Linked DNA regions of Mus musculus: region 1 is linked to region 2. A link is a contact called in public Hi-C data. All regions are on one chromosome and are shown on one strand. The core of a region is the stretch at or near the end of the contact, and the rest is flanking DNA. Distances in the headings are between cores, read along the strand shown. Region 1 overlaps 4931422A03Rik (RIKEN cDNA 4931422A03 gene). Region 2 overlaps Nat10 (N-acetyltransferase 10).

Region 1 (6,394 bases), core at 3,594-6,093, 270 kb before region 2:
ATTCAATCCTGAGGCCCAGCTCAACTTTACACCTCTGCCCGATTCTTTTGGAGACAACTCCAGCATCCCTCCAATAGGGTTCATTACCCAACAATAACTGCTCCTGAGACCTTGTAGAGAGGAGCCTTGGTGTTCTGACCCTTTCTTTCAGGTCTCCTCCCCAGTGACACTGGGTTTTTTAACCCAGTACTGTGTATCTGAGTTCTCAAACATTTAGGACATAGGCTCCTGTGTTCTGCCTCCTCATCTTCCCTTCACCAACCTAGTCCCAACACCTCTCATGACAGAATCTTCAGGGGACGGAAGTGTTGAGGGACCAGGGAGTGCATCGGGGCTGACCTCCTGCAAGATGCTGCTCAGCCTGAACTCCCCGCTAAAAGGATGGCACCTCCAAACTTGTTCCCATGGGCCTTCCCCTGGGGGTACTTCATGAATGCCTGCCATTCCTCCAGCTTTGATTTCTTGTAGATTTTTTACACAGAATTCATTCTTATTTGGGTCTTCCCAGGCTGAAGAAACAAGATCTCTTCACTCCAAGGTGTTTTCTACTTTAGGGGCAGTAGGACCGGAAAAGCCAATAAATGAGGTGGACTAAAGTCTCACATAGTAGCCAAGTTTGTTCAGAGCATCTGACAATTTATACTCTGAGGATTAAGTACAGTGCCAGGAGTAAATCATACAATGACAAGAACAAGCTTCAAGCCGAGGGTAAGCAGCGTGTGGGAGACCCCCCTGCATGTGGTGGACAAGCTACACATGGAAGTCCCACTGGGCCAAAAAAAAAAAATGTTTTCCCACAGAGGCAAAGAAACAAATACAATAGCCAGCTGTAACGAGTAATCTGAAGTAAACGCCTCACTCCTATCCGCTATACCTGGGAGGAACAAAAAAATAACAAACCACATTCTAAGAACAATGTCATGTTTTGGAAGCAATTGAGGTCACAAGACTCTTGTTGGAGTTTTCTCACAAGCACTCAGAATTCTCATACGACTCCATTCTTGGACTCTGCAGGCTGTGGACACCTAGGCATGAATCTTCATGGACATTCAACTTGGCAGAGTCAACCCTAAGACTTTACAAAGTGTTTGGAACTATATTTGTTGCTTTTGTTGTTACTGTGTCCATATACTTGAGGAAAAGAGACCCAAGAAATGAAGGGTTTGGTTTGGCTTAGAGTCCAAAGAGAGAGACAGTCTATTAGAGTCTGTGTTGTATCGTTGTAGTGTTGTGTAGTGTAGTGTTGTAGTGTTGTCGAGTCTGTGTTGTAGTTAGCTTCTCTGTTGCCGTGATGATACTCATGACCAAATGCATCTTGGGGAGAAAGGGGCTTCCATGCTATCATTGCGGGAAATTGGACTGAATGAAGCATGGAGGACCTCTGCTTACTGCCTTGCTCAGTTGTTTTTTTTTTTTTTTAATACAAATATTTACTATATAGAGTTCCAGGAGAACAGCTGAACGAGGACAGATTATTGACAATAATTTCCACGATACACTTTACCTACAGTTTTAATTTTTTAGCTACTTGTATTAGTTTCTTATCTCTGGCATAACAAATGACCACAACCATGGCTAAACTAACATACTTGGGGGCAGCAAGATGGGTTAGCAAGTAAAAGGGTTTGCCACCAAACCTAACCACCTGAATTCAATCCTCGGGAGCCACACAATGGAAGGGGAGCGTTCACTCCCACAAGTTGTTTCCTGGCCTTCATGGGTGCACCATGGCACACGCACACATGTGTACACACTAAATAAATCAATGTAAAAAAGAAAGCATGCTCAGCGTGCACAAGGCCCTGGGTTCAATCCTCAGTTTTGGAGGTCAGAAGCCTGAAATGGGTTTTCAGGGCTAAAAGCAAAGGACATGTTCTTTTTTTTTTTTTTTTTTTTAATTGGGTATTTTATTTGTTTACATTTTAAATATTATCCCCTTTCCCAGTTTCCCCTCTGCAAACTCCCTTTCCCATCTCCCCCCCCCCCCCCGTTACCCTGCTTCTATGAGGGTGCTCTACTACCCACCCACCCACTCCTGCCTCACCACCCTAGCATTCCTCTACACTGGGGCATAAAGCCTTCACAGGACCAAGGGCCTTCCCTCCCATTGATGCCAGATAAGGCTCCTTTAGCTCCTTTAGTCCTTCCCCTAACTTCTCCATTGAGGTCCCTGTGCTCAGTCCGATGGTTGGTTTCGAGCATCCACATCTGTGTTGGTCAGGATCTGGCAGAGCCTCTCAGGAGACAGCTGTATCAGGCTCCTGGCAGCAAGCACTTCTTGGCATCAGCAATAGTGTCTGGGTTTGGTGTCTGCAGATGGGATGGGTCCCCAGGTGAGGCAGTCTCTGGATGGCCTTTCCTTCAGTCTCTGTTCTACTCTTTGTCCCTGTATTTTAAGACAGGAGCAATTCTGGGTTAAAATTTTGGAGATGTGTGGGTGGCCCCATCCCTCAACCCAGGGGTCATGCCTAAACTCTGGATATGGTCTCAACAGGTTCTCCCTCCCCTTTGTGGGGCATTTCAGCTAATGTCATCCCCATGGGGTCCTGGGAGGCTCTAGCTTTCCTGGCATCTGGGACTTTCTGGTTACTACCCCCAGTTCCCCATCCCCCATTGCTACACACCTCTGTTCAATTTCCTGACCCTCTGTACATCTCCTCCATCTCCTCTCATACCTGATTTTACCCCTCTTTTCCCCTCCTACTTCTCCAAGTCCCTACCACCCTCTACTTCCTTTGATTATATTGTTCCCCCTTCTAAGTAGGACTGAAGGATCCATTCTTTGGTCTTCCTTCCTCTTGAGCTTCATGTGGTCTGTGAGTTGTTTCGTGGGTATTCCATGCTCTTTGCCTAACTTTTGGTTGAAAATCGATTTTATTCGATATTAGAATGGCTACCCCAGCTTGTTTCTTGGGACCATTTGCTTGGAAAATTGTTTTCCAGCCTTTTACTCTGAGGTAGTGTCTGTCTTTGTCACTGAGGTGCATTTCCTGTATGCAGCAAAATGCTGGGCCCTGTTTCCATATCCAGTTTGTTAGACTACGTCTTTTTATTAGGGAACTGAGTCCAATGATGTTAAGAGATATTAAGGAATAGTGATTGTTGCTTCCTGTTATTTTTTGTTGTTAGAGGTGGAATTATGTTTGTGTGGCTATCTTCTTTTGGATTTGTTGAAAGAAGGTTACTTTCTTGCTTTTTCTAAGGTGTAGTTTCCCTCCTAGTGTTGGAGTTTTCCATCTATTATCCTTTGTAGGGCTGGATTGGTGGAGAAATATTGTATAAATTTGGTTTTGTCATGTCTTGGTTTTTCCATCTATGGTAATTGAGAGTTTTGCTGGGTACAGAAGCCTGGGCTGGCATTTGTGGTCTCTTAGGGTCTGTATGAGATCTGCCCAGGATCTTCTGGCTTTCATAGTCTCTGTTAAGAAGTCTGGTGTAATTCTGATAGGTCTGCCTTTATATGTTACTTGACCTTTTTCCCTCACTGCTTTTAATATTCTTTATTTTGTGCATTTGGTGTTTTGATTATTATGTGACAAGAGGAATTTCTTTTCTGGTCGAGTCTATTTGGAGTTCTGTGGGCTTCTTGTATGTTCATGGGCATCTCTTTCTTTAGGTTAGGGAAGTGTTCTTCTATAATTTTGTTGAAGACATTTACTAGCCCTTTAAGTTAGGGATCTTCACTCACTTCTATACCCATTATCCTTAGGTTTGGTCTTCTCATTGTGTCCTGGATTTCCTGGATGTTTTGGGTTAGGAGCTTTTTGCATTTGCAAAAAAATAGTAAAAAGATTGCTTGGTGAAACCTTTGGAAGGCTGAGGCAGAAGGATCACCACAGATTCAGGGTCACCCTAAGGTACACAGAGTTCTAAGTCAGCCTCGACTATAGGGTGAGGTTGTCTCTAAAACAAAACAAAAAAAGCCAAGAAACCACCCACCTGTCTTTTCCCACTGAGGAGCAGCAGGGTTCAAGCCAACTGGTGCTGTGCTGCCTGGTTCCCCTGGGTCTATCACCTTCTTCCTCACCTCTACCAGCTGTCCTTCCCCCCTTCCTCTGTCCAGGTCCCATCTTTGCATGTAAGCCAAAGACTTCTATTCCGTAGCGTAATTAGCCCCTCTCTCTCAATAGCTCCGATGGGCATAAAGCGGTACAGCTTGGCTGAATAATATTAGTAACGCGGTTTCTTCATCTTTTGGGGCGGGGTGGAGTGTCACCGACTGAACGCTGGGCTCTGAGCTGCGTCATCTGTCTTCTTTCCACGAAAGCTCACTAGTGTTTTGGTGTTTGGTGCTGGATTGACTCCAGGGTCTCTGGCATGCACTGTACCTCTATGCATCACTGTTGGTACCCACGCCGTTCTCACATGGGCAAAAGCGTAAAGGCAGACGCATGAAACTGTGTTTGCTCTTTGTGCCGGCAAGTATTACATTTGTTTCAAAATACCAAGGTTATAGTCTCTCTACTTGCAGAGAACCAGTCTATGCAATCCAGCTGGAAGCGCAGCTCTGCTGTGAGGCAGGCTGACTGGATGTAGGCGGGCACTTTGCTTGGAGGCTCTGGAAGCAGCCTGGGGAGCTGAGGGTGGGACCTGCATCTTGTGACCAGGTGAGCTACTAGAGAGGCGTCTAGGGCATTCAGTCTGGAATCTTCTCTGGGCCTTGGCTCCTCATTCAGGTCATCATTGAACACCCCCACCCTCTTGTGAGGGGGGGGGGGGGGTCTCCCAGGGATCAAGCCAGGCTGCCACCTGTTGTTCCTCTTGTTTCTCATCTTTGCCTGAGGCTAAGTAACCGGCGAAGTCCGGAAGGTGGCGCTAGGCGCACAGAGACTCACGCTGCAGTATCAGCAGCAGTGTAGATCACCGCAGATGCTCCGTAGGATGCCTGGTATCTGTGTGGATCCAAGGTTATGTCACCTCAGCAGTTCCTCAAAAGGAGACTCTCAGCAGGAAACTCCAAGGCTAGAAGATTTGCAGGTGGAGCAGACTCACCTTCAAGGCCAAGTAGACCCAAAGCAGGTCCCTGAACTTCCAGTGGTACCCACTCCTGAGGTGCTGGCTGCTGAGCCGAAACAAAGTTCAGAAAACGAAGTGTTCCTTGTGAATCAGACGACGTGGACATTGGTGTCTCATCCATTCCATTCATGTCCGTGAGTTCTACCATAGAACGCCAAGGTCGAAGGAAGGCCTCCCCTCCTCATTTTTATTTCAATGCAACTAGGTTAACTGGAAAACTTCAAATACTGGGATCCAAGAAAGACACTGACAAGGAGGGTACACCACCATGGCAGCAGTAACCATACAGGACCCCAAAAGAAGGGGAGGGATATCCTCCTGCCACCTGAGCACCCTGTCCCTTTCTCAGAACACCTGCCCACCTAATTCTCACCTGCCTAACCCCTGCCATCGTCTTGAGGAAACCCCAAGGCATGCGCACACATGTAGATAGTGCTGCCCCATGCTAAAGCCTGGTCCATAACAATTCTGAGAGTTCTGGAGGCAACTCTTGAGTGTCTGACTATTCTTGGGATGATGTGATGCTTTTTAGCACTGAAGGGATGCCACATCTACCCCTTTCCTCCTACGTGGGCAAGTGAGAAAATCTCAAGGCTCTGTCTTACTTGCTAACACGGGCAGCCTTTCTACAGATGGAGAATTGCATGTCCTATCCCCACCTCCTATCTTTCCTCCCAGAGTATGAGTGACTCACACCAGATCCTGTTCCACAAAGGTCATGATAGTTAGAAATGTCTTCCTGTGAGAGAAGTTTGTCATTGTTGTTATTGTTTGGTTTTTCAAGACAGGGTTTCCTGGAACTCACTCTGTAGACCAGGCTGGCTCGAACTCAGAGATCCGCCTGCCTCTGCCTCCCAAGTGCTGGGATTAAAGGCATGCACCACCACTGCCCAGCATGAGAGAAGTTTGGAAGCAAAGTTAAATCTGTTGCGCTGTGATGGCTCAGTGGTTAAGAGCTCAGGCTGTTCTTTCAGAGGACCAGGGTTTGATTCTCAGCACCCACATGGCAGCTCCCATCATCTGAAATTCCAGGTCCATTTCCAGCTCCAGATCTCTTCTGGCGTCTGAGGGCACTGCATGCATGTGGTGCACAGACATACAGACAGGTACAACACACACACACACACACACACACACACACACACACACAATTAACTAATTAATTAAAACTAAATCTAGGTGTAACTGGGTCTGGGGAAGCCAGGTGTGTTGGTCTAGCTGGGCAATGCCTTACTCACCTTTATCATTCTGAGTAGTTTTGTCTATTATTATACTTTGCTGATTGAAACCATGACTGTGTGTATTTTTATAACTTCCTGGCAGAAGGCAATGAGGTGACTTGTTCTTAAGAGAGTTGGTGATTTTTGTTTTGTTTTTG
Region 2 (6,610 bases), core at 295-2,794:
ACCTGGGGGGTGTGTGTCTGTGTCATTTTCCCTTCCCTAAACTTGGAGTTATAGATGTCACACTTGCAGTGTGTCAGTGTCCACAGTGCACTGCACTGTGCTCTATTTCATGTTTATACAGTGTCTGTCTCGCCACGTCTCTGTCTTGGGATTTGTTCTGCTCCATACAGAGCTGTGTGTATCCTGTGTCTTAACTGATGTGCGTTTAAGTGATACATTCCACTTGACCTCTTGTCCTCGGTCTTTTGGTCTTGGGGCTGGAGGATGTCAGTAAGTTCATAGTAACCTGCCACATCCTAATGAGGTCGTGTGGTCAGTGTGGAGCCGGAACCCAGGATAAGAAACAGTGCCTAGAAAACTTAGTTTGGGGTCTGTCTCAGATGATGCTTGGGATCTGGAGCTAGAGCATGCCTTCCCTGCCTTGGTTTCCCTAGGTGTGCCTTGAGGGAGAGATTTCTCGTCAGTCCATTTTGAATAGCCTCTCTCGAGGCAAGAAGGCTTCTGGGGACCTGATTCCATGGACAGTGTCGGAACAGGTGAGGGAGCGGCTGCCCCTGCATGTCTGAGGTGAGGGAGCGGCTGCCCCAGCATGTCTGATGTCAGGTTGTCTGTGTTGCTAAGTCACTGGTTTGTGTCTCACAGTTTCAAGATCCAGACTTTGGAGGCCTTTCTGGTGGACGGGTTGTTCGAATTGCTGTTCACCCAGATTATCAAGGGGTAACATGTCCTCTCTTCTTTTAAACCTTGTGTGCTGCTCTCTAGTGGGCTCCTGGCAGCCCTTTGGGCAGTGTGCCTAGCTGTTGGAATAAAAATATGGATACACCAGTGACATTTTAGGTGTACTCTGCTCAGGAGAATATAGCAAGAACTTGTGGGTGGGCCAGGGACAAGGTTGTTGGTGTAGACTCCTTCCTTTCCCTACCTGTGTTAGAACGTAGGACTTGTTGAACCAGGTTGTTTTTCTATAACTTCCTTCTGTCGCTTTGAAAGCCACACTGAGGAGTCAGCTGTCGAGCATCCCTTTCTGGCAGTGGCACAGCCAGCTACCGTTAGGTCCAGGTTGCAAGTGGGTTGTGGTTGGAGGGTTAGACTAACCTAAGAACCCCACTGTGTTTGGCCCCAGAGCCAGCTTTGACTACAGTGGGTTTTATTGGTAGCTTTTTTCCAAATGCAGTTTGACCAGGAATAAATGCTTTAGAAGCAAGGCACAAGTAGCTTAAACAGACGGAGCGTCTTCCCTCTGCTGTATCTTGTGTGTGCTCATAGATGGGATATGGCAGCCGAGCGCTGCAGCTGCTGCAGATGTATTATGAAGGCAAGTTCCCTTGTCTGGAGGAAAAAGTCTTGGAGACACCACAAGAAATCCGCACCGTGAGCAGTGAGGTAACAATGTTCTGGCAAAGCCAGAGTCCTAAGTCTGAGAGGATGGTTCTCTGGGGTCTTCTGCGTTTGGGCAGCCAGCCACTTTCTTCAGCTTAACACTGTAGAGTCTCAGCCTACTCACCAGTGCCATCTGCTGCTGCAGCAGACACTCCGGGAGTAAACGTGCTTACTAGTCTGCAAGTGTGCTGCATTGCAAGCTGGAGGGCTCCCCACCAGCCTCTGTCAGCATCAGCCCACATCGCAGAGTTCCGCTTTGCCTTGCTTGAGGCTGCCTGCACACACACGTGCTTGGTGGTTTGTGTAATGTGCCCGTGCTTGTGGGCCTTGACTTACCTCAGACTCAGGAGGGTTACTCTCCAAGGTCACAGGGGTGTCAGGTGACAGAACCACAACTTCACGCTGCATTTTCAGAACCCTGCCCCTGTCCCTTCTAAAGTGTATTAGGCATTGCTGAACCGTGGCCTTTCCCTGCTTTTGGTCTTGGGAACTCGGTGATTGCACATATGCTTTGGCTTATCCCTGTGGTGATCTCGGGACTCTTGAGTCCTATTTGGACACCATAGGGACACAGAAGACTCTTGCCTGTTGTTGTGTAGTGTACTGGATGGCTTGAGAACACCACGAGCCTCTTGCTTTGCTAAGGGAGTAATGGCTTCTTCTTAGGCTGTCAGCTTGTTGGAAGAAGTTATTACTCCCCGGAAGGATCTGCCCCCCTTGCTCCTCAAGTTGAATGAGAGGCCTGCAGAGCGCCTGGATTACCTGGGGGTTTCCTATGGGCTGACCCCCAGGCTTCTCAAGTAAGTGCCTGCCTGTCCTCTGGAGCCAGCCCACTTCAGTGGAAGACGACAGTTCTGTGGGTGGTGTCTTCCTTTGCAGCTGGGGTCTCTGTCATTGTCTGCTGCCTCCTCCATCTGTCCCTCCTCCTGTCCCTCCTCCTGTCCCTTCTGCCTTTATTTCTCAACTTCCAGGAGTCATAAATGGTGACCACCCCCTCTACCCCCCTTTTGTAGGTTCTGGAAACGAGCTGGATTTGTTCCTGTCTATTTGAGACAGACCCCAGTAAGTGAGGCTTGGGGTAGAGGAGGGGTTGGGTTTGTGTTTGCAGTTGGCACCTCCTCCTCTAGTTGTCTTGGCTCCTCCTCGCTGTGCCCTGGGCAGGTGCTTCTGTATTTGTTAAGGTGTTGCTTGTTCAGAGGCGGGTTGGTACAGAGTGATTCCTTCCTGACCTTGGCAGGTCTGGTGCATCTGTGGCTTTGTGCTCCATTTTCACGTGGCAGGGGTACACACACGGACTGATTTGTCAGATTGTAGATTCAGTCCTGCAGGCTGGAGTTCCCTAAGTGTGTATAACAGAACTGAGTGTTAATGGTTTCTGAAGGAGAGAGGTGGGCAGCAGATGATTGGGAGGGTGAGAAACAGCGGTGAGTTCCTGGAATGCAGTTAGTGTCTGTGGGAAACAGCCAGTGCATGGGGAAGCCTGAAGCTTGTTTTCTAACAGGTAAAAGCAGCAAGCAGTGAGGAACACTGCTCCTCATGGTGGCAAATGCTGGTTGTAGCATAGTGGCCTATCCTGCAGCTTAAACCTAAACCAGATGACTGGAAGGGGCCAGAACTGAAGAAAGTGGTCAGGGATAGAGACAGATGGAGCTTGGAGAGAATGCCACAGCATTCTCACTTTTTAAAAATATTTTTAAAGATATATTTACTTATTTATTATGTATACAGTGTTCTGTCTGCATTTATGTCTGCACACCAGAAGAGGGCATCAGCTCCTGTTACAGATAGCCACCATGTGATTGCTGGGATTTGAACTCAGGACCTCTGGAAGAGCAAACAGTGCTCTTAACCTCTGAGCCACCTCTCCAGCCCAGCATTCTCATTCTTAAATGGAACTTTCAAGCTGTCTAGTTCACCACATAACAAAACATAGGAGAGGTTTCTTGGTGGGTTTCAAACAGGACCCTAATAGTCCAGTGATGATCACCCTGGGTACTCAGCATAACTACTACTGACGTTCACTCCTGCTCTGCGGCACTTGGCATCTCCAGGTTGTATGTACTTGGTGAATAGATGCATACTTAGATGCTGCTGACATCACATAGAGCAGGAGGACAGGTGGCTACTGGATTTGCCAGGACTGGTGCTCAGAATGGAGTAGGGCTTGTTACAGTTGGTGATAATGGGAGGTGGGGATATAGGCATGAGTAGACATTGTTTCCCAGAGGGGAAGCGAGCAGAGAGCAGGGTAGCTGTGGCGTGTGCATGGGGAGGACATGTTGGGTAGAAGAGTCTTGGCCTTTGTTCACTGTAGAGACAGGGAATGCAGGAAGAGAGGGCTGACTGCGAGGGCAGGCCTTGTGGGGTCAGGACACTGAAACCCAGGATTTCGAGGTTTGCTAGCAACTCATCCCTCACTCCAGGAGGGTCATGGGGAGTGTGAGTGCAGCAGTAAGAGAGTGAAGATGTCCAGTCACTTCTGTTTTCAAGGCCCACAGTGCTGAAGCGGGCAAGCACATGTGTCTTTTGGAGAATGCAAATCTGGTATTCAAGTTTGGTGGTGAATGTCCATTTGAAGTCTGGCATGTGACATGGAGACTCCCGTGCGGGCTGGCAGGGAGTGGAGATGGGCTCGTGCCTGTCGGCATACTTATCTAGATAGACAGATGCGCTCAGCAGTTGCTTGCAGGGAGGACGTAAATCTGTGAGCCACAAACAGGCCATAGGCATCCTTTGACCTTGTCCCTTTGACCTTTGTCCTTGTCCCTTGACCTGCTTGCTCTGACCTGTCGTTGCCGTTAGATGCTGCCATGCAGTTCTGAGAACTTATGTAGTAAAAGGTCCAAAACTCTGTAATCTTGCACCATGTCAGCCCCTAGTGAAGCTTGAAGCATCCAGAGTCTGAGCAAGACTGTCTCTTACACAAAGCATGTATAAACATACCGGCTGCCAGCTGGGCGTCTGAGTTTGCTGGGAAGTTTCTGCTTTATAAGGAACAAAGTTCACTGACAGGGTGAGGGATTGAAGCCTGCCTTCATGGCCTTGACTTCAGTGAAAGGAGTGGGTGCGGAGCAGAAATCAGGCCTTACCTAAACTCCTGCTGGGCCTGCTCCAATCCCGTGGCCTCTTAGGCGGCTGCCTACCATGCGAGCCCATGGGGGCAGGGTGGGAGCACCATGACATTGGTTCCAAGCAATAATGTGTGTCCCCTAGAACGACCTGACTGGGGAACACTCGTGCATTATGCTGAAGACGCTGGCCGATGAGGATGAGGCTGAGCAGGGAGCTTGGCTGGCAGCATTTTGGAAAGGTAAACGCCAGACGAGTGGAGAGGGGACAGTGAGGTGACAGGCCAGGGCACCTGCAGATTGCTAACTGCCTTTCTGTGCCCTGCAGATTTCCGAAGACGGTTCCTGGCCTTGCTGTCATACCAGTTCAGCACCTTCTCTCCTGCCCTGTCTCTGAACATCATTCAGAACAGGAACGTAGCCAAGTCAGCCCTGCCAGGTGAGCTGTCACCCAGGAGCTGAGGGCTGCTCTAGTCCACAGTCTCCATGCTGCCTGCTGTTCCCCAAGCCTCTCTCCTGCCCAGGCTGTGCCTGGATTTCAGGTGTAAGACAGGTTCACACAGTGGTTAGCTATGGAACCTGGGCTCTGAGGGGAACTAGCTCAGTCTCGGGGCTCTGTGTTCGAGTATTTATGAAATAGCACCAAGAATATGTCTCAGCCTTCTGACTGGTATATAGAAGAACTATATAACTATAAAGCTATATAGCTTTATAAATCTAGAAAGCATAGAATCATTGTTTAGTTGGATGAAAATTTTAAAAATTGCATAGGAGGTCATGAGCAGTCATTTTGTTCTATTAACAGTTACATTTATATATATTTTTATGTGTATATCTGTGGCTATGCACACGTTCTTATGTGTATATTATGTCTTGTGGGTTGTATTTTGATGGGAAAATCTGGGTTCTTTGACCTGGGCAGAGCATGTAAGGTGACCCTGGAGAAAGAGTGACAAATGGGGAGAGTGGAGGTGTGTCCTTAGAACGTTAGGGCACGAGGATCTTTCTTGGACCCAGCATATTGGTGGTTGTCTGAACTACCAGCCTGGGATTATGTTATTGGTAGCAAGGCATCTTACCACATTTACTTAGAGACTTATGTGTGCCTTATTTTGTCTGCATGTGTGCATTTGTACCTGGTGCCTGTGGCGGTCAGAGGGCGTCAGAGTCTCTGGAAGTTGAGTTATTGTTGGTTGTGAATTATCACATGTGGGTTCTGGGTTTTCTGCAAGAGCAGCGAGTGCACTTAACTGCTGAGCCGTCCAGCCCCTTCCTGGTTGGCCTTGTGTGCTGCGTCCTATCCTGTGAGGGCTGCAGACTGCCCTGACTGGTGGGCTCTTGTTGCATGCACAGCCCTAGGCCGGGAGCATCTGGAGGCACTTTTCCTTCCCTATGACCTGAAGCGTCTAGAGATGTACTCTCGGAACATGGTCGATTACCACCTCATCATGGATCTTATCCCAGCCATTTCCCGCTTGTACTTCCTGAACCAGCTAGGAGACCTGTCCCTGTCGGCTGCCCAGTCGGTAGGTCACCTGGGACTCCATGGGGGACAAGGGAGGACAGTGGAGCTGTTGGTGCTGGGCCCTTAGATGAGTCCTTGGAAGTAGCTTTGTGCCTTTAGCCCTGGCAGAGCTAATGGTGGCCCATCCTCACTCTGCAGGCCGAGGCGAGCAATGTGGCTGTATTGTTAGCAAGCAGACTGCTACACTTTGAACCCACACTCTCCCTGCCACCTTGTCACCCTACCAGAAGGCCAGGCTATCCTGCACTCCGGATATATGTGGTTTTTTTGTGAAGTTGATGTTTTTTGGGACAATGTGAACTAAAGTGCATTTTAGGAAGGAAGGAGTGTTCCTGCCTTAGTTGCAGGATGGAAGATGCCAAACCCCCACTGCTGCTCTCTGGTTTCTGCTTCATCAAATGAGGCAGCTCCATTCTAGGCTATTGTAATGCGCAAGGCTATCTTGGAAGCCAGTCCAGCTGATTCTCCTTCCTTCAGGCTCTTCTCTTGGGAATTGGCCTACAGCACAAGTCTGTGGATCAGCTGGAAAAGGAGATTGAGCTGCCCTCAGGCCAGTTGATGGGGCTTTTCAACCGGATCATCCGCAAAGTTGTGAAGGTGACCTTGGTCCATGGGCAGGATTTTGGTCTTTTCAGTA

Evidence for each region. Hi-C and Micro-C count contacts between places; a contact is called where the count stands out from the background.
Region 1: a contact with region 2 is called in a Hi-C map of cerebral cortex, with 4 times the contacts expected there. The contact joins two enhancer-like sites. A contact is called at or near these places in 2 of 15 datasets of contacts at CTCF or cohesin (large pre-B cells and pro-B cells), 38 of 484 Hi-C or Micro-C datasets (B cells, the BV-2 cell line, the CH12 cell line and 18 more), 7 of 115 datasets of contacts at active chromatin or transcription factors (T-cell acute lymphoblastic leukemia, embryonic stem cells and stem cell-derived neural progenitor cells) and 3 of 9 other capture datasets (adipose tissue, embryonic stem cells and liver).

The regions. Positions count from the first base shown.
Region 1 is chr2:104,001,345-104,007,738 of GRCm38.p6, reverse strand. All of the region lies in intron 3 of 4931422A03Rik (RIKEN cDNA 4931422A03 gene), which reads left to right. Among named protein-coding and RNA genes, the nearest start is that of Fbxo3, 23 kb to the left of the region's middle. Within about 2 kb of position 4,843, at least 13 of the 459 cell types and tissues checked have an H3K27ac peak or open chromatin away from gene starts, as enhancers often do. A contact at or near this core is called in cerebral cortex, where this site is marked.
Region 2 is chr2:103,726,080-103,732,689 of GRCm38.p6, reverse strand. Nat10 (N-acetyltransferase 10) reads left to right here. Exons shown (of 29, transcript NM_153126.3): 17 at 435-536; 18 at 643-717; 19 at 1,267-1,383; 20 at 2,047-2,180; 21 at 2,394-2,442; 22 at 4,594-4,690; 23 at 4,777-4,887; 24 at 5,802-5,974; 25 at 6,451-6,570. Among named protein-coding and RNA genes, the nearest start is that of Nat10, 32 kb to the left of the region's middle. Within about 2 kb of position 1,544, at least 10 of the 459 cell types and tissues checked have an H3K27ac peak or open chromatin away from gene starts, as enhancers often do. A contact at or near this core is called in cerebral cortex, where this site is marked.